Linked DNA regions of Mus musculus: all the other regions are linked to region 3. Evidence: chromatin contacts called from public Hi-C and promoter capture Hi-C data. All regions are on one chromosome and are shown on one strand. Each heading gives the region's core, a stretch centred on a gene start, on an enhancer-like site or on the middle of the called end of the contact. The rest is flanking DNA. Distances are from core to core; before and after follow the strand shown.

Region 1 (4,528 bases), core at 1,800-4,299, 6.7 Mb after region 3:
TAAGAGAAATCAAAATGGTTTTGATTTCATTTTTATATGCAAAGACGGATCTCAGAAGGGGGGGTCCGAAGAAGCCCTGAATTTTCCCTCTTGCTTCCATTTTCCAACTGCTAGGATGACAGGAAAATGAGGCCAGATCCGGCTTAACACAAAATTTCTGAGGCAGAAGTAATTAAGATGGACAGTGAAAGAGAAAAGAAAACAAGAGAATAGAGCCATGCACGGTACCCCAAAGAGAATAATTTACGGAGTAATTATTACACAGTAGGTGCTCCTCGTGCCCAATACACAATAACCTTGGCTCTGAAAGCCTCACTCTGAGGTCAATAGTAGACTTCAAGTGGGCTTGATGGAAAAAAAAAAAACAATTCAACCTCATAGATGGATTTCATTAAGAATAAATTTCAGCCAAGTCTGGTAGGCTAGGTCTATAATCTCAGCTATGTAGGGAGCTGAAGCAACATGTCAAGTTCAAGAGCAGCCTGCCTGAGAGCAGTTCACAGTTATTCCAGGCAACTCAAGGAGACCACACCTATATCCCCAGCTCTGGGAGGTGGGGGTGATAGGGAACGTAGAGACAGAACTGCTGGAGCACTATCTCAAAGGAATAAAGCAGATACCGATAGAGCAGGACACTGGACATCCCTCCTCTGGCCTCCACACAAGCATGCAGCCATGTGTATAGCATATACACAGAAACCACACAAAAAGAAAGAAGAAGAAATTTCAGAAACTTTAACCAATGAAATGGTATAGGACTTGTCACAAGGATAACTTTGATAGCAATTTTTAAAATAGATATTACTTTAGTAAAATATTTTCCCAACTATGTCAAGTCTGGCCACAAAAGAAGTACATTAACCGTGTGAGCTATTTCTTCTTCCTCGGTCTTCCCCATCACTCACTTGGATCTGGTTCACAGGAGTAGTTGTAGACTTCCCCCAAAACGACGATGTGCTGTTTCCCATTCTAAAACAAATGAAAAAGATCAGCACAGTTAATGAGGTGACCCCCCAGCAGGGAAGACAACCTTAAATATGAATATGTCCAAATACACAAAGCAGGAAGAAGCTTTATCAGTACAAAACACCAGTTCTCAAAGTACTTGTCCGCTAACACCAGCAGGACCCACGTGCTTCTCTAAGCAGCCTTTCAATAAATTTTACCTAGTAAAACCAATCTCTGGTTCGATTGTTCAGTATACTCTTATTCTTTTTTTTTTTTTTTTTTTTTAACAGGAAGTTTCTCTGTGTAGCCCTGGCTGTCCTGAAACTCACTCTGTAGACCAGGCTGGCCTCGAACTCAGAAATCCACCTGCCTCTGCCTCCCAAGTGCTGGGATTAAAGCCACCACACCCAGCTACTTATATTAAGTGCAAAAGTAAGCTATTTTAAGTTTAAATTTTAAAGGCCCCAGTGAAAACACGTCCTAAATCACAGTGTAGAGTTTCAGTCCTGTTTCTGAATGAATCTGTATCAAATGGCCTTTCCCAGCTCATGTTAGCCCTGGATGATGAATATCTGCTCTACTTGGTCACTCTGTACCACTTCAAATAAGCTTGCAACAAGCATCACCTTCCGTAACAACAAAGATGAGTTAGAGACAGGAATCATTGCAACTATCTGTGCTTTTTCCAGGTAGAGAGAGGGTAGGAGGGGGTAAGAAGCTTGGAAGACTGCTCCCTACTTTGTGGGAGGCAGCTTTGAGAAAAAAAAAAAAAAAAAATGCTAGCAGGGTTTGTGAAGTTCAAAGCAGTAGGAAAGTGCCAGATGGCTTTGGCCTGGAAGAACGCTGGATGGCATCAATCCAGTCTATTTGGGTTTTCAACGCTAAAAACAAAATCTCTAATCTAGCATTTACCACCTCCTTAAACCTATGTGGCATTTACGACGGGTGAGCTTTTCTAAGAAATTAAGAGGACCAGCCGGGTGTGGTGGCGCACGTCTTTAATCCCAGCACTCGGGAGGCAGAGGCAGGCGGATTTCTGAGTTCGAGGCCAGCCTGGTCTACAAAGTGAGCTCCAGGACAGCCAGGGCTATACAGAGAAACCCTGTCTCGAAAAACCAAAAAAAAAAAAAAAAAGACCAAAGAGGCATATTCCCTGCCAAAGAAAAAGCTCCAAAAAAAGCACCCCTACCTTTCTTAAGGCAGTCCCTTCGATTTCTGGTTTAGCTTTCCTATTAAGGAAAGGGGCAGGCACCGCATAAATGCCCAATGAAATACCTCAACACTGATAAAGCACCAACTAGTCGCGCTCCATTTATGAAACATCTACTAAGAGGTGGTAGGTGGGCAAAGCAGGATATACACCAGATATCTCCAATAGGAAACAGTCCTAATGATCTGGCAAATGGTTAACATCACGTGACCAGCGCTTTCAGAAAGTAAGTCTCCCTGGAAGACAGGGGAGTATAGGATGTTGAGACAGACGTCTTGACAGCTGCCTAGGCCAGGCCTGATTGGCCATCACTGGTATGCCAGCCCAGGGTTATGCTAAGGAAGGAAGCCAGGGAAAGCAATGCTCCCATCAAGCCAGAAACCACATCTACAGGATGCCAGAGTTACTAGCTGCAAAGCCTTGGGCATTTAAAAGCATGAGTCAAGTTCACATCCTGCGACAGGATAGCAAAGACTTACAATCAATCTAAGAACGATAATATAAGTTCAATATAAGTTCCCACAAGCAGGGGAGTCTCTTTTCAGGGCCATCCAGGTCTACGCTGAGTTAAAACCACATGCTGTATTTGTTAAGCTCAGACTAGGACGTCTGTTGTTTGTCCCCCAAGCCGGCTGGGTCCACACTAACACTACCGCAGGGATCCACAAGCCCCGCAGGCCCGGCCCGCCCCGCCGCGTACCCCGAGCCCGCAGCTCCAGCCGCGCCACGCCGCCCCGCCAAGATCCTCCCGCTCGCCACCAGCCGCCTCCCCACCGAAGCCGCGCGGCGCCAGGACATAGCCAAAGGTCCCCGGCAGCCTCCGGGAGAGCAGCAGGCGATCGCGACCACGACGATGGAAGCCCGCCCCTCCGGCGGCCTCGCTCCGCCCCATCGGGCTGTCCGCGCCGCCGCCGGGCTCGCCGCGCTTCCTGGCTCCCCCGTCTCCGCGCGCCCACGCGCCCGCGTGCCCGCGAGCCTGCAGGTTCGCATCCTCGGCGGTAGAGCGAGGCACTCACCTGCCTGCCGAGTTCTTCCGATCTCTACCGAGTTCTCCCGAGCTCCTCACGCCCGCATTCAGGATTAAGAAAGAGGCTTAGGGAGAGCCACAAGAAAAATTACTCGAGGCAGGGTGGTGGCCCGGTGTTTACCTGAGGGTGGTAGGTAGGTCAGTCACCACCTCTGGTCAGACAGGTTTAGGATGTGAAAGATGGACCGGACCGGAATGTCATCTTAAGATTAATTTATTGATCCGGAGTCCATAGGCAGGTTGAATTGTACTCAGAAAGTGAAAAACACAGGCGGTCCAATGTTTAACGTTCTTTCCGAAGAAAGCAAGGTGGTGTTTTTAAAATAAACTGAAATTAGGAAACGAATTAGCCCAGAGACAGTTCATCATGGCTTTAACAGCCATGGCTGCCGCAGCTCCTAATGACAAACCTATCCAAGCCTCTCAGTGACGGTAATAATAGCCCTTTGTACGTGTTTTCATAAGTTCAGGGGGATCCGCCCTTAGCTCTATACACTGAGGATACTGAAACTGAAAGCCAAGGTCTAATGGTGTATCTAAAACTATGAACAATCGTTGAAACTATCCATACCTTTTTTTTTTTTTTTTTTTTTTTAGTTTTTCGAGACAGGGTTTCTCTGTATAGTCCTGGCTGTCCTGGAACTCACTTTGTAGAGCAGGCTGGCCTCGAACTCAGAAATCCGCCTGCCTCTGCCTCCCCAGTGCTGGGATTAAAGGCGTGCGCCACCACGCCCGGCTTATCCATACCTTTCTTGAGCCTCCATGCTGAACCCAAACTTAAGATTCATGTTGCCAAGGTACAAAATTAGAACTTCTGTTTATGGTTGCTCTTTTTTTACTTCCCTTGGTCTGTATATCATCAAATCATAAAAGATTTTCATAATCATCAAGTTAATTGCAAAAACAAATCTCCCAGGGGCATAACATGTTTTTTTTTTCATAAAGCCCAAATTTACTTTGAAAATCAAAGTTTGCTATATAAAATAATTTTACCAAGAGATAGCGACTTAGGAAAGTTACTGTGGCTTTTGTTGTTTGTTTTGAAGTAGAACTTTTGAAGAACAATTTACCTCTGGCTCAATTAAGGGAAACAATGTAAACCCCTCCCTCTTTCTAGAGATACATTGTTTATCCCCATGCGTCTCAATTTTACAATCCTCCAGCACCATCTCTTAAATGCTGGGATACCATTCACTACCATGTCTTCTGCGCAATTTAATTTTAATATACTGTAAATGAGATTTGTAGTGAGCAGTTGCTCTTTTAAAAAACATCAGCATGCAAGTACTAACAACATTATGCCTGAGATAAGCATCATGCATTGAGCTAGACTGATACTTTCC
Region 2 (4,405 bases), core at 1,502-4,001, 5.6 Mb before region 3:
AGATTTTTAAAAAAGTGATTATGCATAATAAACCAATATTTTACTTATATGTGTATAGTGCAGCTATGGGAGTTAATGTGAACCATGCTCTTGGTGTTTACGGAGGCCAGTGGAGGGCATCAGGTCACCTACAGCTGGGCTACAAGCTATTGAGGCGCCATGTGGGTGCTGGGAACAGCAAGGACAGTAAGTACTCTTAAGACTTAGGCAGCCAGGCTTGGTGGTGCACGCCTTTAATCCCAGCACTCGGGAGGCAGAGGCAGGCGGATTTCTGAGTTCGAGGCCAGCCTGGTCTACAAAGTGAGTTCCAGGACAGCCAGGGCTATACAGAGAAACCCTGTCTCGAAAAGCCAAAAAAAAAAAAAAAAAAAAAAAAAAAAGAGAGAGAGAGACTTAGGTAATCCACCCTCCTCGATCTTTCAATAATTAAGAAATATTTTTAAGTGTTTTGCCAGGCATGGTGACAGTGACATATATCTGTAATCCTAGCACTTGGGAGGTTAGAGCAAGAGAATCAGGAGGTCTAGGCTAGCCTCAGTTATATAGTGAGTTCTAGGCCGGTCTGGGCTACATTAGTCCCTGTTTTGAAAAGCCCTCCCCAATAAAATACTTTCATTTAAAATTGCTGAAGAGTACTGACTGTTCTTACAGAGGATGGAGGTTTGATTCTCAGCACTCACATGGTGGCTAACAACTGTGTAACTCCAATTCCAGGGTCAAATGCCCTCCTCTGGCCTCCATTGGCACTAGGCATACTTGGTATACAGGCATACATGCAGGCAAAACACCTATACACAATTTTCTTTTTAATGTAAAAGTTGCTTAATTTAGAGAGCCAATATAAAGAACACAGGATTTCTAGAAATAATTTTGTCAGATACACATACCAGTTAATACCAGTTTATTTTTGTGCATCTGTCTTCTCTAACATATGGCAAATTCTCTAAGTAAAACTCTTCATTCTTCCACATTTTTCTAGTTCCCAAAGAAACTGTTTTAAGTTCAAAGCTCAGATCGTCACACTCATGGCCCAGAAAGATCTCTTATAATACTGGAAATGAATCTACTGTCTATAATAATCTTTTAGAATATATTCAAGGCTGGCTCAAAAGAGGTTGGAAAACACCTACAGCAGAATATCTGGTTTGACAAGAATTTGGCTTTAACTCATAGTAATCCAAGTTTGTTTTTTGCAAAGTTGTTAGGTGTGGGTGACAGCTTCTAAAGATGACACATACCTATGACCTAGGCAAGAGGGAAAAATCCTAAGCAAATCTATGTTAAATGCGAAGTTAACTGCCTCTAAACTTTAACATCCTTATTTTTTCTTTGAAAAAGCCACTCATAAAACTACTTTATAAGTACTTTTAATTACAAAACAAAGCACATGCCAATTATCCAATAATCTTTGTAACCTCTCATTTTCTCTGATTGACCAATTATGTATAGAACCTCTTCACTTTCTTTTTCATGTATCCTTCAAACCAGAGTTTAACAAGCCAGCACCCAGGTGTCTTTAGTCATCTGTTGCACACACTGCCTTATGAGCTTAGAATATAAACACTACAAAAATTTATATCCTTTCACTGCTGTACATCTATTAAAGAATTTTTGTGATTGTTGACTGTGTAAATAGGCACTTTACAAACAAAGCATTACTGGAAAAGACACAAGCCAAACATTACCAAGTTATCAGTACTTCTCAGCGTTTTGTAGAAAAAAAAAAGCCACACCCAGTTTTCAGGCTACCACGAATGAGTATCACTTTCGTTTTTCCTTAAGTTTTGTTTTCTAAAAAAGTGCTACCAAGTGTGGTGGCCCACACCCTTAATCCTAGCGTTTGGGGAGCAGCGGCAGGTTGATCTCTGTGAGGCTGAGGCCAGTCTAGTCTACAGTTCCAGGACAGGCAGAGATCACCCTCCCTCCCTCCTTTCACTCACTTACACACACACACACACACACACACACATCTTTAAAAAAAGGGCAGCTGTCTCCTTATGGCTCCCCTTCTTTGTAGTTAATAAACAATGCTAAATGAAGCTCCAAACATGACTCTTGAGTCATCTGTGTTGCTGACCAAATTTATAGACTATTTGTGAAAATTCTAGTAACTGGGAATTTGTCTAAGTTTGAGTAACAACTTAAGGTCATTATTTAAAATACTGGAAAAAGGCAAATACTTTTAAGTTTTTTTTCAAAATCACTGTTATGTGGCTTCCAAATAAAAACTCAAAATCGATTTTTTTTTTTTTTAGGGCTAGGGTATAGCTTATTGGTATACCATTCACGTGAAAATTCAAGAATATGGTTGATATGGCTACGACTCAAAAATGGAAACACACCCCAAGAGTGTAACTAAACACAATTTTAAAGGGTCAACAGGTGAATAAAAATTTTAAACTGGGTAAAAGCAATTTCATAAAGGTCCATGAAACTATAATTTTCGCCATAAGATGACATGCAGAATTGCCTTTCTGATCATTTCTCCTCCCAGGGACATTTGAAAAGGAGTGGCCAAAGTAGCAGGGGAACTGCGCAACAGCTTGGGATCAAGGACTGAAACTTGCCCTTTCCCAAAGCCTCTGGGAGCCAGGACCAGCGCCCCCGGTGGTGGGCAACTGGCCATCAGCAGCTTGGCACAGGCCACTTGTCCTACCACCTCCTGGTCGCCCCCACCTTTCCCTCCAAGGCCAAGGACAGAGACGTCCTCCTCCCCCTTCTCCTCCTCTTTGGTGCCTTCAGCCAGGAGGCGGGAGTGACCCGCAGCAGCTGACCCAGCTCGGGCACTGCCTCTCCGACAGCCCTCAGGACACACCATGGGCCTGGAGGCTGGTTGGTGGCACACGAGCGAGGACGCAGGCGGCGGCCCCGGCGACTCTCAACTGCCTCCCTGACCACTGCGACAACCTCCCCGAAGCCATCGCCACTACCCGCAGCGGAATCTATCTGCGGCCAATCTATCGCCACGAACCGACTACCAGCTACGTAAACAACTATGGCGGGAGAAAGGTGGCAGGCCGAGGGGCCCGGAGAAGGTTGGGCCATCTACGTCACACCCAGAGCCCCCATCCGGGAGGGAAGGCGGAGGCTCGACCCGCGAAATGGCGACAGCAGTGACGCGCCTGCGTACGGAGCTCACCCGTCGCGCCGCGGACGACGGGAAGTGAGGTTTTCAGAGGAGCCGGCAGAAGTGTACGGCGACTTCGAGCCCCGGGCGGCCAAAGAAAGGTCTCCGGGGGGGAGACGAACCCCGCCAGAAAAGTTCCGGCCGGCTTCTGCGGGAGAGGAAGTGAGAGAAAGCGCTTACAACCTTCGCTCTCGACCACGGAGGCAGCGGCGAGCCCAGGAAGCCGAGGAGATGAAGACGCGGAGGTCTGCTCGCCTTGAGCAGCACTCACAGCAGCCGCAGCTGTCTCCGGCCACGAGCGGCCGAGGGTTACGGGACTCTCCGTCCTCCAGTGAGGACCGCGAAGGTAACAGTCTCGGCTGCGGGCTCGGGAGCGCGCGCGGCGGCGGGCACGCGGCGGCAGGCGCGCCCCCGTGGAGGCCGGCCCCGCTCCGGCCCCGCCTGGGTCCTGGTGATTTCTGCGGCCCTTTGGGCGCGCACTCCCGGATTGAGTCCACCCGGACCCTCAAGAGGGAAGGACGCAGTGGGCCGCGCGGGAAGGTGGTGGTGCGAAGTGACCCGAGCGGAGGCGGGCAGCTCTGCCTAGTCCTGGAGCTTCAGTTTGGGGGGTCTAGGTCTCCTCTTTCTGTAGGCTTTTGCTAGAGGTCGGCGGCTAAGCCATTGTCGGAGCCCCAAACTACTCTGCGCTCGGTTTCATTTCCGTCCTCTGAAGTTTCTACTGAAGCCACTTCCATTTCCTTTTTTTTTTTTTTTTTTTTTTTTTTAAATCTCGGGGGCCCCAAGTCCCCAGCTGAAAATCCTGTTTTTAAGTTAACTTTCCAGTCGGTTTCTTTCGTTTTTTTTTTTTTTCACCAAGATTGGGAAAACGAGATCATTTCTAGGCGGATGCTACGAGGAGTAGCTGACTTTAATGAATGGGTTGGTGACATTACTCCAAATACAGAGTCTGGTCTCTGCCAGACTTTCCCCCCAGATTGGAGGCCATCACGGTAATCTTAAGTAGCTAAACAAGTCAAGACTGACAAACTACTGAAACAAAACAAGGTTCTATTTATTAGTAAAGCTTATATATGAAGCCCCAGATGCCAACAGGGTGTGTACTATAGTTTTAGTTAAGTCACACAGATGAACCAAATTCTTCAAGCCATCCTCTTATTCCCTGCACTCGGATATAACTGAGTCACAGGTGGTTCCAGTAAGCCCCATGTCAGTCACCTAATTATGAGGTAAAATTCTGAGGGTTAGAGTCACAGTGGGATGGCCTCCCTAATACATTTG
Region 3 (4,856 bases), core at 2,045-4,544:
GTTCCAAAGGCATTTAGTATGAGGAAATCATATGATTTACAAGATGTAACAGATATGTTTTCTATTAACAAAAATCTCAATCTTTTGATTTTATCAATGAAGACTAGGGAGCCAGATGCTGGGGTGAAAGTTTGCAAGCTCACAGAGGCAGAGAAGGCACCCAGCTGAAGTTCCAGAACAAATGCTCCTCTCTCAAGATATCACAAAAAAATCCTCCTTCAAACCTAATGTCCCTCCCTTCTACTTCCTGTATGCCTCTCTATCTGACCTGACTTCCTTTTATTCTGTTTTTTTTCTTTTTTCTTTTTTGTTTTTTTTCAAGATAGGGTTTCTCTGTGTAGCCCTGGCTGTCCTGGAACTCAGTCTGTAAACCAGGCTGGCCTTGAACTCAGAAACTTGCCTGCCTCTGCCTCCCAAGTGCTGGAATTAAAGGCGTGTGCCACTACTGCCTGGCTGTTTCTTTTTTTTCTTAATAATCCTACTTTACTTATAATTTACTTCCTGTCAGCTGGTTGCTTGCTCTGCCTGTTTACAATACTCATGCAGAAAGTTTCCCACATTAAAAGTGCGTGCCATGGCTGAGCCACACTAGAACTAAAAACAGGTTTTTCCAGTAAACAACACAATTTTGGAGTCCATAGTGTGATCAGTCTGCCTCTAGGCCTGAAGGCAGGAGAGCTAGGTGATTCTTACCTTGTTTGTATCCCTGCTTAGGGCTTTGCTACCTGGAAAGTCTGTTTCCAGGAGGGGCAGCTCCCTGCAAGTGTGATTTTCAAAGGTGTAGCTGGGCATCCAAGAACAGTTATAAAGATATAATCAAATACTTACTTAGCTTCTCAAGCTCCAGCCTCAAGTTCTGACACTCCCGGGTTTCAGTGACAAGCCTCTCCTGACTCTGTGAGAGCCTCTTCTCTATCTCAAAGTATTGTTGTTCTACAAAAGACAAGTCCACACACTATGAATAACATCATGCACACGTGCCCTTGAAAGCAGTATTAATACCACTGTTTATTTCTTCTAATACTGACTGCAAAACTTAAGATACACTATTGGAAATTTTAATCTTAATAAACAGATTAAAAACTGAAAAGGACTTTCCTGTTATTCTTAACTGGCATATAAAGACAACATTGACTAAAAGAGGGTTCATAAATTAATTTCATCTAGGCAGGCAAGGTTGTATTTTCTCCAGATCTCAGGAGATTATTAAACATTTAAATATAAGTTACCTAATAAATAAAAATACTTAATTAAAAAGTGCATTGTTTTAAAGGGGTTAATGTAAAAATAATTTAAATGATGCCTAAATTTCTGTAAAAATAAACATGCAGACTTCCCACAAAAAGGGACTGCATTTGTCTACTTCATCCCATTATTGGGACATATAAATTACTCAGTATTGACTGTGTGTAAATTAATTAACAGAATACAGTATATTATACAAACTTCTTAAGAGTCACAAAATAACTGGATATTTTTACTTATCAACGTTGCTTGATAACTACACTTTATTGAAGAAAAAAATTAAATTAGGTGGAAATTTCTAATCAATCTACCATACTATAGACCCCATTCCCTCAATTAATGATAAACCAAAACATGTGACAAAAAATTCTGTTTTTTCTTTCTTTTTTTTTTCGAGACAGGGTTTCTCTGTGTAGCCCTGGCTGTCCTGGAACTCACTCTGTAGACCAGGCTGGCCTTGAACTCAGAAATACGACTGCCTCTGCCTCCCAAGTGCTAGGATTAAAGGCGTGCGCCGCCACCACCGCCCGGCTCTGTTTTTTAAATAACTGTTTTCTTTCTCCCAAGAATATTTAAGCTATGTCTCTAATTTCCTTATACAAAAGCAACGACAAGAACGTACAAGCAGATATTTTTATTATATATTTCCTATCAAGTCTCAACGCTCTGGGAGAACCACCATATATTCATTTATCGCATTTCATTGCTCTTTCTAGTACCGTCCTTTTGTATACAAATTCCTCATCGCGACCATCTACTGCATTATTAGATCACAGGGTGCTATACACACTAAAACAAGGCACTAAAGGGGGGAAATGGGTAAAGGCTTATAAATCCAGTTTAAAAACAAACAAACTGGGGGGGGGGCGCTTAACTGTCATTTAAAGTACAGCAAAACAACATTAGATTAGGATTGCATAGTCCTAAAAATCTGGTGCAAACTGGGCCAAATTCTCCAGTTTCTGTCGGTGGGCCCATTGAGGAGTTTCCACAGAAGACTACGCTTAGTAAAAGGAAACCGAGGTAAACGAAGGTGGATTTAGATCGGGGAGGATCCCCCCGCCCCCCGATCTAAACCACACAGCGGGGAGAAGAGAGAAGGCCTCCGCTGCACATGGAGCCTGAGAAGCTGCTACCTGAACACCTCACCAGGGAGAAGAGGGCAGGCGTGCAAAGGAGGTCGGGCCCCAGCTCCAGACCGGAGCGCGAAGAGCGTCTCCACACTTACCACTCTCCACCTTAAATTTCTCGTGCCGCCCCTTCAGGCAGTCGATCTCGGACTGCTGCTCGGCCAGGAACTTCTCAAGTTTGTTCTGCGTCGACTTCGGCAGTTTGTTCAGTTCCGGGCGCTCCAGCACTTGCTGCAACACCGCCGCCATGTCGGCCGGGATCGCGGCAACAGCCGCAGCGGCTGAAGGAGAAGCCAAGGAGCAAGGAGAAGCGCGGAGCCCAGCCGCCGGAGCCGCCCCGTCCGCCGCCTCGCTCGCGGTCTCTCGCGCGCCTGCCCGCCTGAGACTCCCGCGGCGGGACCCTGGGAAAGAGAGTCCCGCGTTAGGTGCAGCCAGAGCCGCGCCGCCGCGCCCTCTCTGCGCACGCAGCCACCGGGAGCTAGGCACGCTGGGAAAGCGAGTTCACAGCAGCCTCGGCCCCAGTTTTTTGGGGATTTCACCGGTTTCCAGCCCCAGAGACTCTTGGGAAATGTAGTGTATTTCTCACCCGCTTACGCGCGCTCAGGCCGCACCTCTCGCCCCACTTCCTTCTTTCTCCCCGCCCCCGGCTCGCCTCCTATGGCTGTGACGAGTGCCCGCGCGGGGGCGCTACATAAGTACGCAGCCACCCTCGTCCTTATCCCGGAGGAGCAAGACGACCTTACCGTCAAAACCCCGGGATGTCATGGGTACTCCTCTGTGGCCACTTCTAGAAGCCGAGCCACCAGAGGTCATGGGTCACGGCAGGGTGTCTCGACAGGCTCTGGGCTACCGCCACGATCTTAACGGTGCCCCGAGAGGGGCGGGGTGCAGGCCTCCCTCGCTTGGGTAGAAGAGCTGCGGAGATGGGTGCGGGACGGCTTGCGTCATCAGTCTGCACCCGTTGGGGCCGCGACCCGCGTTTGGAGTAGGAAGTGTCTCTGCTGTCGCTTTCTGATGAGATCATTGGCTGTGGACGTGGGGACCTGAGTGGCACCTGGCCTTTGAAGGTAGCTACTTGTACCCTAACTCGAGTTCTCTCGCTGACAGAAAGCTCCAGGGATTTATTTGCCACATGTGCACATTCTGAGATCAAGTTAGTCGGCCAAGGAATATGTGTGCACCCGGGCACCACCAGCTTCCTTTTCGGGGAGAAAAGAAAGGATTTAGGGACCATATGGAACAGTCAGTCACTGGTGCACACTCAAGCCCTGTTCGGAGGAGATTAGCTTAGTGTCAAACCTGGTACCTACATGCTTTTGTGGGTGTGAGGTACCGAATGACTTAGTGCGAAATTAAAGTAGTCTGGTTAATATTTTAAACAGAAAAAAAATCAAATTTTGTTGTTTATGTAGTAAGATGACATTGCAGGCAAATGTCTGATGTTGACGTTTTTAATTTTAACATTTTTAGGACAGTTTTATTGAGACACTTGTCATTTTGCCACAGTAACAGAACTATGTCTGTTTCCCGAACACGACTCAGCAATATCAGCGTGTACTTCGTTTCATGGCTGGGTACTTTTCTGGAAGAATTTGTTGCCTTTTGATTGAAAATAAGGAGAGCACATGCCTGTGGTGTCAGCTACAGGGATTAAGAGGTGGGGGGGTTATCATTCCAGGACAGCCTGTGTTAGGAGTCAGGCTCTGTCTTAATGAAGGGGATGGGAGGGATTAAATTAGTAGGAGATTCATAACTGAATTCACAAGCTGAAGAAGAGGACAGGAGATGAGAACAGGAGATGTTCCTGCAATGATTCAATTGAAGGGCTGAGTATCATTGCCACCGCAAGCAAAACAGATTGAGAGAACTTAAATCCCACCTTTCACACTCACTACTTTAGTCATTTGGAGGAGTTATTTAACATTTCTTTTTGATTTCTTTATGTATAAAACGGAGACGACAATAATAGTACTTACCGTGCAGGAATTTGTATTAAATATCAATACATGTGAAGTCCTTAGAAAAATGTCCCGTGTAGAATTGAAGCAATATAGATAATTGTCATTGCAGACTGGTTACCTAAGTGGCTGTTATTAGGAGTTGTCTCATAGCAGCAATCACACATTTGTGCCTTCCCACCTTGCACAATTTGTAGAAAACAGTCGTTTTACAGTCACTATTGGGTAAACAAATTTGAGTCTCTCTCCTCTTAATGAACTAATCAGAAATTCAGCTTCCATATTTTAGAAACAAGAATATCGAAGTTCACCAATAAATTGTCATAGAGAATGCAGCTAAGGAGTAGATCTAAAATAAGAAATTAGATGTGTTGAATGGTATCCTTATTTCCTTATCCCAAGAGTGAGAAGTAACTTTGCTTTCTCATGGCAATTGGTAATTATATTTGTTATTGTTGTTTTGTTTTCTTCCTGTGTCTTTCCAGGCAGGGTTTCACTCTTTAGATCAGATTGTCCCAGAACT
Region 4 (4,515 bases), core at 1,095-3,594, 9.8 Mb before region 3:
ACTCTAGCCAGCATGAGCATGGCACACGTGGCTCTGGCAGGCCTTGCTCTTTTCCCCTATACCCTCTGCCCACTGAAAACCTTTAGATCACATTTTTAAAGTCAGCCACCAAGGTCTGTTCCATTTTTGAACATTTCCTGAGGCTATCAAGGTCCAGCTATCAAAGTATTTAAATCCAGCAACAAAAAGCCCCCCTTTCCCACCCTAATAAACATGACCAATTAAAATGAAACACCTCATCCTAACAGGGCATTTGACTTTTATAAACTGCCTAAGGGCCAGTTGATACCTTTCTAACAGTCCCAGGAGATGGTGCCAAGTCAAAGGTGCTAAAAGCAGGATGTCTCCAGAAACCCAATACCCACTTAAAAGCCAGTGTTCCTCCCTTAACAAATCTGTTCTTTTTTTTTTTTTATTGTAATTGTGCTTCTTTGGGGATGCTCCTTTGTTCTCTCCCAACCTGGACTCCTCTCTTAATCAGAGACAGTCCTTTGTCCCTCTAGGACAAATAGCCCTTCACTCTCTACCTTGCTCCTTTCTGCTTCTCCTAGGCCTCTATCTGTTGCTTGTCCCACTAGAGGAAATAAATCTTTGTGTTGAGAATTTGGACTTGGGGTGTCTTGTGCCAAAACCAGTCCCTATATAACTCAACCATTTTTGCTACTTAGGTCTCTTGTTTGAGTCAGCCTCTCTTGGTCTGAGAAGGTTAGGCTGACTCCATGACAGGCTTTAAATTGACCGTTTGACTGGGTAAGGCCAGTCCGCAGAAGCTGCCTCACCACCTGGCCTGAGGCAAGGACAATGGGTCGGCACCAGTTTCCAGACTTCTTCAGCAACAGTTTTTAGTCTCCATGCCCGAGTAATGGAATGTCGATAGAAATGGGGTTAGAGGTCATCCCCTAGGGAATAAATGGAATCTCCTAACATGCATTAAATCAGGCCTTCAAGCTCACTTGGTTGACTCTTTATTTCTGGTAATGGGAGACTCCAGCACCGCTGGACTTCTGCAGAATAAAACACTCTGTGCGTTTACATACTGTTTGAGCCTAGGGTATGATTCTTAGACCATTCATGGACTCTTACAGGTTCAAGGCCCCTCTTGCTCTTATGTTGTATTTAGTCTAACAGTCATGTTCGACCTGGACCCTTCCCTCTGCCTGTCTTCCTTATAGCTACAAAAAAAAATTAAAAATAATAAAAAAAATCTTCTCCATACTTTAGAAGTAGCCATGTCCTCCTCCTTTTTATTTCACCTTTTCATAAACTTCAAAGGGTGGCACCTTTCTGTCATTGTCCACTCCAGAAAAGGATTGTTTTTATTTTTATCACTATAGGCCATGGGACTGGTGGTTTGAGACTTTTATTTAAGTTGCAACTATACACGACATACATCCCTGTCTAACTTGTCATTTTGTGCAAGTTTGTGTGAGAAGTTCGTACAGGTTGCATGCCTTAATGTTACATTAATATAAAGTGTAGTGTAGCAGCATTTTCCTTGACTTGCTGATGCTAGTAACTCCCCTAAGCATCTGTAAGCTGACAGCAGATTGCTCTACCTCCCAATGGGTACTGTTTGTTTTCTGTCTCGGTTTACTGGGTGTTATGGACGTCTCTATGCTGTCATAATTAAGATAATTTGAAAAACGGTTTTACGCTGGGGGTTTACTAATCCGGGCTGCTGCAACCCAAAGTCCTAAGAATTCCTCCACATTTTACGTGGAAATTCACTCAATCCAAACCCTGCTGAAAATACAAAATAAACCGCTAGTAAAGAGCGAAGGCAGTGGAAAACTTCGTATCAAGAGCTCATATAGGCAAGGGAGAATGGAGCGTTCGGCCACTTGAAACCGTGCCGCTTTCCACCACGGCGCCCAGAGCCAGTCAGGAAGCCCGTGCAACCTTCCTACAGTCCCACGAGATGGCGCCACGTCAACGGTGCTAGACGCAGGACGCCTCCAGAAACCCAAGGCCCACTTAAAGCCATTGTTCTACTTAGGAGCCTTCCTCCCTTAACAAATCCGTCCTTTTTTGATGGTAGTTGTGCTTCTTTGGGGGCGCTCCTTTGTTCTTTCCCGATACCTCAGAGCTGCCGAAGACAAGATGGCGGCCTGGCAACTCCGCATCGCACCAGCGGAAGCAGCCCTTCTCGAGACACTTCCTATCGGGTCCCCAAACCTTTGAAGGTTAGTTCCGGGGCTAGGTCTGGCCGCGGTTGCGAGCTGCGACTGCGCAGCCCGGTTCTGCCGGCGCGGAACGACGTCTCAATCGCTGGGGCGGAAGGAAGTGGCTGGACGCCTCCTGAGCATTCGATCGCTCGCGAGAATTGAGCGTTGCTAGGCAACCAGCCTGGGGGCGGGACTAGACTCGGAGGGGCGGGGCCTTGGGAGGCTCCGGTGGAGCCTTGCGAAGGTTCCAGAGCCGTCTCGTGCGGAGGGCGGGCCGCCGTGTCGCGCCGGGTCTGTGGAGCTCGCTGCCGGCGCTGCGACGCTCGTGGGTGGCGTGTTCGGCTTTTCCTGTCTGCTTCGGTGCACCGCTGCAGCTCCGGCCTCGGGTCTGACGCGCGACGGCATGGCTTCCGTTTTGGAAGAGGTAGGGGTCGGCCTGGACCCACCGGCTCGCGCCGCCGGGCGGCGGCTGCTTTCCCGGGGCTGATGTCCTCGGCTCTGCCCCCGTCGCGGGCCCGCGGCCTCTACGCCGCCGCCTGCCTGGGCCTGAGTGTCCCGGCCGCGGCTGGAAGGTCGGGGGTGTGTCTGGATCCCAATTTTTGGCGCGGTTCGTGGTAGGCTCGCGGGTGGCGGTCCCCTCTCTCCATTGCCTGAGGTCTTCTCGGCTCCCGGTTCCTGGCCAGGGATCAGAAACCTTCCTGCAAAGCTCTGAGCTCCGGGCCGGGGGCCATGGGAAGGAATTCCCATGCCCGCATGACTAGTCATGGTCACCGCTTTCATTTTATAGGTGGTTATACATACATTCTCTGTATTATTTCTAAACGCCCTGGACAGTGCTTATGGTTTCAGTTTTTATTTAGCAGTGCCAGTGGCGGACCTGCAGGCCTTACACACGCTAGGCAAGCTCTCTACCGTTCCGGTATACCCCCAGTCTTTATGTATAAAAGCAATTTTTAAAAAGTTACTGGGAATTGAGCAGTAGGTACGACTAGGAAATTGCCTGGCGTGTGTTTTTAGATTTGTAAAAAATGAATGTGAATGACTTGACTTTTTGGATCCTCGAGGTCTCCATAGCAAGAGTAATTGAATTGCCGGGTTTTGGCCAATACAGGTTTTATGTGATTGACATATTGTTTTCACAGAAACATTGGCTGTTAAGATTTGCTTTTCGGAAACTTCTCCCTCACTTAGAAATCATGGGCTTTAAACACATAAAAATTAGGAAGTTAAAGTATTCATCTGGGTATCTTGCGACAAGATAGGCAGGCACCACGTGCTCACTGGGAGAGTGGAGAGGGTGGCTTAACAGTTGTGCAGCATTAATTGTCTCCAAAAGAGAAGGGACTTTAGACTTGGAGCTATGCATATAGGGGCATGTTTTTCTTCTGAGATTAAAATTCACCTTATTCAATCATATTAAGATGTGAAATTCAACTTTTTCTGTCGTACAACCATCAGTGTTACCTAGTTGCAGACTATTTTCGTTTCCTTAAATAGAAATCCATTGTAGGTGCTCCATCTACTTAGGCTGGAGCCTTAGGATTTTCTAGTTCAGTCGTGGTATCAGTATGGCATTCCTTTGGGTGGTTGAATACTGTCCCATTGTACAGATGGAATTCCTACTCTTCTGTTTCTCCATCTTGCCGATTGTGATTTCTTGTAAACAAGTTTTGTTTTGTGGGCATGTTTTTAGTCCGTGTAATTGCCAAATAATAGGGAAAGTCTTAGGAAGCTACCGTTTCCACAAGAATTGCACAAAAGGTGCCATTTCTCCACACATTCACTAACATTTGTTATTTTATTGGGTGGTTTTTGTTCATATGCTAACATCCACATGAGGGTGTAGTACCACCTCATGCATTGGCTATGCATCTTCATAGCTGTGTGCATCTATTTGTGTGTGTACCTGGTGTCCAATTCCATGTCTTTGTGGAGGAGAGTTGGGTTCTTCCATTTTGAGCAGTTGGGTGGGAGTAGGTCTCACTGAGTACCCCTCACTTGGTCTTTGAGATACACTTGCCTCCAGAGTGGCAGAACTAAAGGCATGTGCCACCAGGCCAGACCGAGCCCCTATTTAACAACTGGGAAACAGATTCAAAGGGAGATAAATGTTTATGTATAGAAAACAAATGCATGCCAAGAAGGCAAGAAAAAGTGGACAGGAAACTGTTCTATCTAATCCCAGTCAGAACCTACACTGTCAGTGGTTTCTGGGCTGTGAATACAAAAATCAAGCAATGGTTCTCCTGTAGGTCGCATCAGTTGGTATCTTACTAAAGAGTCCATTAGAGCGAAAACTGGGAGGGCCTGGGAATTCTGCCATGAGTCAGCTCAAAAAAAAGATTCCCAT
Region 5 (4,986 bases), core at 1,659-4,158, 6.6 Mb after region 3:
CATCCGTATTTAAGCATGAGGCAGTAATTACAGATGAAGAAATACTCCAGACTTCTCTCCTGTCAAAGATATCTGTATCTTGCTACACCTGTGTCAACACAGTGAAGGCTACGTTAGACAGTGAGTTCATTTCAAAAACATTGCAATAGTATTCATAATACAAACAGATGTTTCACTTTCAGACAAGTAAACTTCCAAACCCTATTGTAAATATAAGAACTGGACAAGGAAAAAATGAAAATAATTAGAATAAAGCATTTTTTCCTTTGAAGCAGCTAATGTTATAAATTACCTTCATTTAATGTGCAAAATCCTTCTACACTAGGAGCCAACAATCCATTACTAACAATCCGTTACTGACGACTGCTTTACTCAGTATGTGCAGATGCACTTATATTACTAAAATGTCTAACTTTAAATTATTTTCAAATTCCAAGTTTTCTGTACATGTGAAACTGAAAACAGCAGCTAGTTTACGGACTCCACTAATTTCTTTCTTTTATTGTGTATGTGAGTGGAGAATACTAAGGTACATGTGCCACAAACGAGTGGGTGGCTTTCAGAAGGGGTCAGCTCCTTCTTCCATGGTCCAGGAGTCATCAGGCTTCGGTAACCAGGCTGGCTATACCACCAGCCCTAGACTGCATTAGTTTCAAAATAAACTTGGGCCACTATCTCTGAACGTCAACTTTTTAAATGACAGTTAAAGATTTTGAGAGGAAAAATTATCACTTAACCTGTAAACATTTCAAATTCTGTAATGTCCAAAACTGATCTAATTTTCTTTCCTATCAAGTCTATTCTTCAAATGATACTTTATTTATCCACCCAAGCCAGAAGCACGTTTGACTCTTCTTTCCTACAGTCAGTCAACTCCTGCTAATTTTCTTTTCTCTTTCTGTAGGAGAAATATACTACTACTCAACCTCTACTGTAAGGTTGGCAGCCCTGAGAACTCCTCTTTTAGTGTAGCATGTTCTGGATGCATTCCTGCTCCAAATAGAATGAGGAGAAGGTATTTCCACATGCAACCTGAGATTGAAATACTACCTAACTGCTGACTCTACTTTCTCTGTACCCCAGGGCTTAATGTCAAGCCAATCACCCACAAACTTACCATTTTCAAAAAGAGTCATCTCATTCATTCTATCTTAACTCTAAATACTGTAAGCACAATCATGTTAATCACAAACTAATTTTAATTATGTTTGATCTCCACATCTTTTTCAGAGTAAGTCCCCAGTGACTTCCAGGCAATCTAATCTATACAATATGGTATCTGATTTGGCGTGGCTTTACCTTTTTACCTAAGATCTCTACACTGCCTGCCTATTCATTACACCATATTTTAGTTACTTTGCTGGCTGCTCCATAAGCTACCTTTAGGTAACCACACTAGATCATGCTTCCTTTTGCCCAGCTCCTCTGTGATCTACACAGTTAAAACAATTTCTGTATACTCTTAAACGTAAACCAACATGTTATTCTAGATTGACTCTCAGTTCTTCAGACCAGCATTCCGATTATTCACATTAAAATTTCCAACTCCGTAACTGTATGCCCGAAGTACAGTTGAACATATGTTACGCAATGCTCGAAATATTCAGCCATGTACAGTACACAAAATCTACATTAAGGTTTGCTATATTTTGGGTACACATTTTAACAAAACAGTTAAAAACAATATCTTAGAAAAAATCAAAATGAAAATGGAGGGAAAAAAAAACTCCCCCAAAACGTTGGGAACACGAGGAAGGATAAACTGTCCTATTGGTTGAGTAGTACGGAAGGAAATAAAGTCAGAGAGAAATTCAGAGCTAAGCATGTGGCCTCTGAGCAAAAGCACTACCTCGAGAAAACTCAACTTCACAGGAAGTCAAAAAAGGAGGGAGTAAAAGAATTGCGGGAAGTAGAGTGCAGACCCGCGTAGACGGTTATCTGTGGAGGTCCGGAAGAGGTGCCCACATACGAAAGGTGAAAGTTCTGCTTTTGGGAAACTAGAATCTCGAGTTTCTGGGCGGCTGGAGCCTCAGACACCACCCGGGGAAACACACGCCCTAGACCGGCTGCTCCGCAGGACCGACAGCCTGAGCGATGCACCTGACCACACTGGAGACAGGGAGGCTCCGCAGGGAAGGGACAGTGGAAAGGACAAGAGAAGCGCGGAGGAGATGATGAGGGAGGGAGACAGGGAAGGAGGACGCTCGAGGCAATTCAAGTGTCCGAGTCCCAAGTCCGGAGAACACAGCAGTGCACAGGCAGAGGGACTCCTTCCCCTCGTGGTGTGGCTCCCAAGATCACTGCGGAGACGCGGCCGCCCCGGGCCGAGGACGCGGCAGAAGCCCTACTTTCCACACACGCCGACTCCAGTCCCTGAAGTCACTTCTCCGACGCCGGGCGTCGGTGGCGGCAGGTGACCGCCTGGCCCAACGCGGGCCTCCTCCCGGAACCCCCGGCCCAGGACGGTCCCCCTGGTGCTCACCGAATCCTTTAATGAGCTCGGTGAAGACCCCGGGGTCGCTTTCCATGAGACACCACTCCCCGGCATTGCTCGACATGGTCCCCGACCACACACACACCGCCCCGCTTCCACCTCGCGCTCTCCGGAGCCCCGCAGCACAAGCTGCCACCGGCCGCAGACCTCAGCAAAACCCGCCGCCGAGCGTCAACCCCACGTCACCCCGCCTACTTCCCGACAGCCTCCGGGCGCCGTCACCTGCCGCGCGCCGGAGCACAGAAGGACGCTCTAGCCACCCGGGAGACGTCGAAACGCCTCTCCTGCCTCTCAGGATCCGTAGCGCCCTCTGCCGGGCCGGAGAAGTAGCGGGGCCTCGGAGCGCCGGAGGGAGGCACATCCGGGACCCTTGGCACCCCAGAGCTGGGGCGGGGCGATGGAAGGGGCGGGGCTCGAGACGGGGCGGGGCGGGGCTCGCTCCGACCCGAACCTGGAGCTGTCCTCGCCCTTTCGGGCCGCCTCCTATTCCTGGTGCGACGCAGGCTTTCTGTAGGCGCCGCGGGTCCTGAGCATCACCTTCCAGGTAAAGGTGGGTCACTGCAGGCCTGCTGCGGGCCGGGGAACCGCGTTTTGGGCAGTCCCAGCGATCCTGGGCACTTGAGGGCTGGCCGGTGCGCACTCTCTTCCAGCCGCATCCCAGCGTCAGAGGCCAGGCAAAGCCTTCGCCGCCTCTGTGCTCCGGCACCCGCCGGAGGAGAGCATGGACCGACTTCGCATCTGAACATTTCGAACCTGGCCTAGTTGCTCCGGGAGGATGGAATCTTGGGGAACTCAGGTCAACTCTCCCACTTGCAAAGCTCCTGGCGAGCGAACGTGCCAAGGCCCCTTTTCACTCTTTTCTCTCTTCCTGCGGCTTTGGCATAGAGGCGTTGTCTCGGATACCGGTTTGGGAAGGAGCTTTGTGGGAAGACCGAAAGGAAATTATCTTAGAGGAATAATAATCAAGGAAGGGAGAAAGATTTCTCGTCCAAGGGATGAGAGACTCATGTATCGGGATGAAGTGCCTTACGGAAAAATGCGCACCATCCCTCTCCCGCCACCCCTCCCCCCTTAATAGTGCATTATTTTAAAAACACTTGAAATGGTTTTGATGAATAGAACAAAAAATAGCTATTTGTAATTAATACTTATCATTCTTCGGAGGTGGTTTTATTCATCATTTCATAAAAGTATGTTCCAAGGAAGGCTTTTGGCTTCCACAGGAAAAATTTTTGCTCAGAGCATCCTACCATGGTGACATCTTGCCACAGTTCCTCAATACTTTTCATTGCATCGCCCTTAATGGAGTTGATATTTTCATTACCTTTGTGTATGGCATATCCATTTGAACCTGGGATCCTGGCTTTGTAAAGTATTATAGCTTCATTACTGTAAAATTAGCCTTGGCTTTTATTTTTAAAGAAACTGCGTATTTGCTTGACTTCTCAGGGTGAAAAAAAAAAAGTTAGCCTTTCCAAATTACATGAAATATTGGCTTAATGTTTGTGTAAATTGAAGGAAAACATGGTAATCTTTGTACTAGTAATGGTACGACGTATATAGATTGTAGTCCAGAAGATCTTGAAGCAGAAGTGTTATTACATCAGTGTCTTGCTATCTGGTTTACATTCTGCATTAAGAGAATGGACAACATATGGATCAACACATCACTGCTTGGCCTTATGTCGAAGAACAAGTGTAAAATGCTCCAAATGTTGCCATAGTTCTAACAGTTAAAGGCTCTAAAGCTTTAATTTATAGAGATGTTAGAAAACTTCAAGTGGTATAAATTCGGGAGACTGTTGTTGTGTTTAAAGAGGTCAGAACAACTCAAAGAAGAATTCACTTGATTGGTTTTGACTTAGGCTTATAGCACTTGACTCCATAGGACTAGACTACCAGAAAACCAGACTTTGATTTGCCTCACTGCCCAGCTGCCTTCTAAACCACTGGACTGCAGCTTAGGGTTTTGAGAAAGGGGACACTGGCAGTTGAAGAAAGAAGGAGTTAAGCTACTGTTAGTTGATGGAAGCTGTCTTGAAACTCAGCTTGAGTCACTTCATTAGTATTACTAAGATACTCCTAGCGCTTGGTACATTCCAAAAGATTTTGAAACTATCAGGAACCATTGTATCTCCATGTCATCTAATGTCGCCAATTTTAAAGTAGTTTGTATTTTAGCCCTTAGTAATAAAAAGGAGAATGAATAGCTTGAAGTAAACTGCCATTCGATTTTCTATATTTAAATGTTTTTATTGAGACTTATATATGCAAAGAAGTTTTGTAGGTGACCTAGTCACCAGCAGGGCAAGGTGCAATTCCAAGGTGCCTACTCTGCAGCCAGAAGAGGTTCTCTCTAGGGACTTCTACTCAGGTGTAGCTGGGACCCTGACTTAAACTGCAGAAGACCATTTCCAAATGAGTCGGTCTGAAGGCATGCTGGACACTGTAGTTCATAGGCACCACAGCTGGGTAGGATTGTTAGTTGCTTC
Region 6 (4,805 bases), core at 161-2,660, 6.4 Mb after region 3:
AATTAAAGCAAATGTAGAAACAGTGCAGATCTTTTCGGCTTATTAAAAATTTCATCTTACAGATTCATAAGCATGCTATCAAGTATTTGTTGCTAAAATCGAAATGATATTCCTTCTATAATAAGGCTATACCAATCTTCTTCATTAGCGACTGCAGACTTTGATCTCTGACTCAAACTACCCTCAGCTTGTCACAATGTGTTGCTTGGTTCCCAGTTTGAGAATGGGTCTTCATTTTCCTTTTAGTAGATCTAGTATGAATCAGAATAACTAGAGCCTAAGCCGTACCTTTTTGTTAGTCTGTTCAGACTTTATGGGAAAACCACTTAGGTATTCCGCCGCATCATTCTGGTAACATAGGAAGCTGAATCAGTTTGTAGTTGAAGTCATGTATTAGTTCTTACAAATCAGGGCTTATTAAACCCTGCAGGAGCAGAGACAGGGGTTCTCACAAATGAAGCTTACCCAAACAAATTCTTTACACCAACCGGCTCTCACATCTAGCTCTAGCCCCCACTGCACCGCCACCTTAACTTAAGCAGTTGAACATCTAGTAATTCCTAAATCTGTTCAACCGTGAATGACTCATGAGGAAATCCTGATTCCTTACGCTCTGAAACTACACATGATCCGTGTGCAGCAGAACTGCGAGATCCTGGGTTTCCCTTTGTATTTCTCACCTATCTCTCTGATCTTTGCTGTGCCCCGCAGGAGATGCCCCTCGGGTCTCCTGGGGAACGACCCTGCAAAGCCACAGCCTGCTGCAGCCATGCATTTAAAGATCAAAACTGCAGAACTGGTTAAAACACCAGGTTTTAATAGAAACTTTCTCCCGCTTCCTCCCTGAGTAGCGTGGAATTCCCTTTAGGAATTCCAAGGTGCCTGAGCGAGCTACAGCACCTTACTCAACAGTCCATATTTCAGGTTTTTCTAGTTGTTTGATTTCCTTCTCTAAAATAGGTAGAGTTGCTGAGTGCAGCCAGCAGGGCTCTCCCCATCCCAGCTGCAGTTTATGGGTGTCCGGATGAACAATAGATACAAAGGTGGGGCGCGCGCGAACACACACACACACACGCACACGAGTAAAAGGTACGGTCTTCAGTAAAGGAAAAGCCAAGAACTCGGAGACCCTTCACCGCGTGGCTGCCCGAAGTGCCTACCAAATCTCTCTGTGTCCCCGCCCGCCACCTCCCACCCTGTGTGCGCACGAGGATGCGGCGCCTACGTCAACAGCGCCCTCGCTTCCAGGCCCTTCGGGGGCTGCCGTGACTGCCACAGGCCGGGGCGACTCCGCCCTCGTGCCGTCTGCAGCGAGCCAATCCGCGCTCTCTTGGGGCGTGGCTGACGCCTCCAGGTCCCGCCCCTATGCCGCCGCCCGCCTTAAAAGCCCGCGGCGCGCTCCCGGCCTCAAACAGCTGCGGTGGCCGCGGGAGTCTGAGAATGCAAAGTGCCATGTTCCTGGCTGTCCAGCACGACTGCGTACCCATGGACAAGAGTGCAGGCAACGGCCCCAAGGTCGAGGAGAAGCGGGAGAAAATGAAGCGGACACTGTGAGTATGCCCTGTCTCCCGAAGAGCTCTTCATACCCAGCCTGGCTTTGCTGCTAGGGACCTACCTTCCCTCGATCTCGGCTTTGAATGCTCTCTAGTCTGCACCTCTGCAGAGAAAGTGTGGGGGCTTGGGGGGTGGGGGGTTAGCTTGCTAGATATGGTGGTATTTGCTTTTTTTCTATGTGAGCTCCGAGAGTTTAGGAACTATAGGAAATGGTTGAAGAAGGTGGCGGTAGATGATCTGAGAAGGGCTGGTTGGCTTTTTGTTCTGCATTTAATGTGGCATCAGAATCCTGTAGCTGAATAACGTCCACCGGCGTCTGGACGTTGCATTGTTAGTTCTGAGCTGCTTGCATAGCTGCTGGGTGGAGATGTTTGAGTTGATTCGCAATGTATGAGATCCATTTTTAAATCATAAAGTAGGGCTCACCCAGTCACGACTATGGAATGAGTAATTTGCTCTGCAGTATCTGCTGCGGAGAAGCACTGTGGGCGGTCGCAGAGGGGAGCTAGGGAATCCATCACACACACACACACACACACACACACACACACACACACACACACACACCTATGCATTGTCTCTGGCATAGTGCAGACCCTCCTACCCCCAGTGCAGAAAGGGAAGAAACATCAGCTGGGTCAAGACTGCTGTTCTCAATTGAAAAATGACAGCAAGCTGTAGTTTAACCATGCAGAAAATCCACTACCTGTTTATTAGGTCAGAAATAACTGGTGAAAATTTAAAATACCCTGGCTGTTATGTAGTCCTATCCTGCTTGTAAAGCTCATTATAGTCGGATGAATGGATAAAACTGTGTTCTGAGGTGCTGGGTTTAAAAGCTAAGAGGGAGAGACTCATCTGCTTTGTTTGTAGCTACTGCAGCTGATGATAGTTTGACCGTTCAAGAATTGCCACTTGAAGTATTTTTTTTTTCTCTCTTTTTTTTTCCAGCTTAAAGGATTGGAAGACCCGTTTGAGCTACTTCTTGCAGAATTCCTCTGCTCCTGGGAAGCCCAAAACTGGCAAGAAAAGCAAACAGCAAACTTTTATCAAGTAAGTTTCGGATCCTGTAGTTACAGAGATGAATATCTAACCAAGCCAAGCAAAAGGGGAAGGGGAACTGATGTGTGTTGGGGAGCTCATTTGCGGAACTTCTCTTGCAGGCCTTCTCCTGAGGAAGCGCAGCTCTGGGCAGAAGCATTTGATGAACTGCTGGCCAGTAAATGTAAGTTCACCTCTTGAATGTGATCTCTCACCAGTATCTTTAAAAGCCTAGAAATGATTGCAAGAAGTGCATTAGACATTACCACCACTGACAGTTCAAAGCCTCTTTTTCTTTCCCTTATATCACTGGGTTTAATCATGGGGAAGCAAGAGGTATTCACCTCAGGTGGGGAAGAAAAGTTAGCCTAAAAATTAAAATGCCAGTTACTCAGGCTGTGGTTGAGTCAGCTTTTCCATTGCATAGAATATTTTCAAAAGCCCTAGTTCCTAGTGAACTTATGGCCTATAAACACTGGTCTTGCAGTGCCAGTGAAGTTAAGTATACTTTTGTTGCAGACTACAAACTTAAGCATTTTTGCCTACTGGCATCTTAGTGCTTAAAGAGCCAGACCTAGAGAATGACAGGCTTGAATGAAGTCTAGGAAACTGATCATTTTGTGCAGAAGAACTGTGTATAATTCGGTCGTTCCATTCATGCTGCTTTTCCTGTGCTTCCAGATGGGCTGGCTGCATTCAGGGCGTTTTTAAAGTCCGAGTTCTGTGAAGAAAACATTGAATTCTGGTTGGCTTGTGAAGACTTCAAAAAAACCAAATCACCCCAAAAACTGTCCTCAAAAGCAAGGAAAATCTATACCGACTTCATAGAGAAGGAAGCTCCCAAAGAGGTAAGAAGACAGGCGCCTCAGATCACCTTCAACACTGTTGAAACCTGAGACTTGAATACACCACATTCAAGCACAAGTGAGAAGAGCCCTGTGCGCCTCTCATCCCAGCTGTCCTAACATTTAAGTTTCTCCAAAGTTGACAGTTATAACTGATCACAAGTTACACCTTTATGTTTTATTATTAAGCATCAATCTGCAGTGTTGACTAGCCAATAAATGGACTTTTGTTTTGTTCTTTCAGATAAACATAGACTTCCAAACGAAATCTCTGATTGCCCAAAATATCCAAGAGGCTACAAGTGGCTGCTTCACCACAGCTCAGAAGAGGGTGTACAGTTTGATGGAGAACAATTCTTATCCTCGGTTCTTGGAGTCCGAATTCTACCAGGACTTATGTAAAAAGCCACAGATCACCACGGAGCCCCATGCTACATGAGACCAGGAGTCCCCCCACACACAAAGGACATTCCATTCTGTCTCCCAAGAGCAAAGGCTGTGACCTGCCAGAAAAAAAAAAAAAACTGACCTTGAATTCAGCCTGAGTGTTAGGAAAACATCGCTCAGAACTATTGATTCAATGTTGGGTAGTGAATCAGGAAGTCAGCAACCTAGGAGAGGCTCTGTGTGAGAACGGCTTCCCTCACTGTGTGAAGAACAGAGGGAGGGAACAGGCCTCTGAATGTGTTCTTCCTCCTTGTCGGGAAAGCAGAGTTTGAGATGAAAGATCCGATGCAATGTTGTTGGAGCATTTAAAATCAATAGGTCTGGGATTATGTGGCCTTAGCTAGTTGGCTGTACACCTTCCCTAAACTAGTCCATGTTACCACATAGTGGTGTTAGTTCTAGTTTTAATATTTTAGTACTAAGTAACATTACAATGTTTACTGTGTGCAAGGGTGTTGACGTTCTTAGGACTACAGATCATTAGTACTAGTGTGTCACGTATCACTGAAACTGAGAAGTATGTTTGAGTTGTTAAATGGTGTGTGTGATGGACCGAATGCTGTGCCGTGCTGTAGAACCAGCGTCTGTTACGAGTGCCAAAAACTGTCTTGCGGGCAGCTAAACTTTGAAGTGGTTTTTGAATACTTTTAATAAATTTATTTTGCTAAATAATGTCATTGAACATTTGGAAGTCCCGATGTGGTTCTGTTGTTTGATTTCAGTAACTGGAAATATGTCAGCTATCAGAGAAAAGAACTTTCTAGCAAAGAGGTATCAGTGTGGATCAATTGTTGTACCTGCCCACTGAGAAATCAACAGCTGAGAAGTGGGAAATGCTTGCTTCGAGGAAGATGTTCTCCTTAAACCTATAGACATTATGTAGTCTTAAAAACATCAGACCACATTCCTAGAACCACT

What was found. Promoter capture Hi-C pulls out the DNA fragments that hold promoters and counts their contacts. Hi-C and Micro-C count contacts between places; a contact is called where the count stands out from the background.
Region 1: a promoter capture Hi-C map of pre-B cells shows a contact between it and region 3. The contact joins the promoter of Glrx2 here to the promoter of Tpr in region 3. A contact is called at or near these places in 1 of 39 promoter capture datasets (pre-B cells) and 2 of 484 Hi-C or Micro-C datasets (B cells and cortical neurons).
Region 2: a promoter capture Hi-C map of pre-B cells shows a contact between it and region 3. The contact joins the promoter of Tor1aip1 here to the promoter of Tpr in region 3. A contact is called at or near these places in 1 of 39 promoter capture datasets (pre-B cells), 2 of 484 Hi-C or Micro-C datasets (CD4 T cells and memory CD8 T cells) and 1 of 9 other capture datasets (adipose tissue).
Region 4: a contact with region 3 is called in a Hi-C map of muscle stem cells, with 10 times the contacts expected there. The contact joins the promoter of Cacybp here to the promoter of Tpr in region 3. A contact is called at or near these places in 4 of 484 Hi-C or Micro-C datasets (CD4 T cells, CD8 T cells, muscle stem cells and 1 more) and 2 of 9 other capture datasets (adipose tissue and liver).
Region 5: a contact with region 3 is called in a Hi-C map of embryonic stem cells, with 8 times the contacts expected there. The contact joins the promoter of Ro60 here to the promoter of Tpr in region 3. A contact is called at or near these places in 7 of 39 promoter capture datasets (cranial neural crest, frontonasal cranial neural crest, hippocampal neurons and 4 more) and 13 of 484 Hi-C or Micro-C datasets (CD8 T cells, the G1E-ER4 cell line, cerebellar granule neurons and 9 more).
Region 6: a Hi-C map of B cells shows a contact between it and region 3, with 7 read pairs. The contact joins the promoter of Rgs2 here to the promoter of Tpr in region 3. A contact is called at or near these places in 1 of 39 promoter capture datasets (pre-B cells) and 2 of 484 Hi-C or Micro-C datasets (B cells and pre-B cells).

The regions. Positions count from the first base shown.
Region 1 is chr1:143,738,089-143,742,616 of GRCm38.p6, reverse strand. It overlaps Glrx2 (glutaredoxin 2 (thioltransferase)), which reads right to left and starts at 3,049. Exons shown (of 4, transcript NM_001038592.1): 1 at 2,859-3,049; 2 at 906-969. The coding sequence starts at 2,956. It overlaps Gm46161 (a long non-coding RNA gene), which reads left to right and starts at 3,451. Exons shown (of 2, transcript XR_001779472.2): 1 at 3,451-3,617.
Region 2 is chr1:156,034,826-156,039,230 of GRCm38.p6, reverse strand. It overlaps Tor1aip1 (torsin A interacting protein 1), which reads left to right and starts at 2,751. Exons shown (of 10, transcript NM_001160018.1): 1 at 2,751-3,473. The coding sequence starts at 2,996. It overlaps Tor1aip2 (torsin A interacting protein 2), which reads right to left and starts at 3,567. Exons shown (of 7, transcript NM_172843.4): 1 at 3,123-3,567.
Region 3 is chr1:150,391,276-150,396,131 of GRCm38.p6, reverse strand. Tpr (translocated promoter region, nuclear basket protein) reads right to left here and starts at 3,294. Exons shown (of 52, transcript NM_133780.3): 1 at 3,119-3,294; 2 at 2,474-2,776; 3 at 829-933. The coding sequence starts at 3,188. Odr4 (odr4 GPCR localization factor homolog) reads left to right here and starts at 3,077. Exons shown (of 14, transcript NM_145511.2): 1 at 3,077-3,442.
Region 4 is chr1:160,210,721-160,215,235 of GRCm38.p6, reverse strand. It overlaps Cacybp (calcyclin binding protein), which reads left to right and starts at 2,344. Exons shown (of 6, transcript NM_009786.2): 1 at 2,344-2,589. The coding sequence starts at 2,569.
Region 5 is chr1:143,774,973-143,779,958 of GRCm38.p6, reverse strand. Ro60 (Ro60, Y RNA binding protein) reads left to right here and starts at 2,908. Exons shown (of 9, transcript NM_013835.2): 1 at 2,908-3,038. It overlaps Uchl5 (ubiquitin carboxyl-terminal esterase L5), which reads right to left and starts at 2,681. Exons shown (of 11, transcript NM_019562.2): 1 at 2,483-2,681. The coding sequence starts at 2,558. It overlaps LOC115487685 (a small nucleolar RNA gene), which reads right to left and starts at 1,031; the gene lies at 897-1,031.
Region 6 is chr1:144,000,754-144,005,558 of GRCm38.p6, reverse strand. It overlaps Rgs2 (regulator of G-protein signaling 2), which reads left to right and starts at 1,410. Exons shown (of 5, transcript NM_009061.4): 1 at 1,410-1,550; 2 at 2,506-2,607; 3 at 2,718-2,779; 4 at 3,277-3,443; 5 at 3,685-4,805. The coding sequence starts at 1,441. The coding sequence ends at 3,879.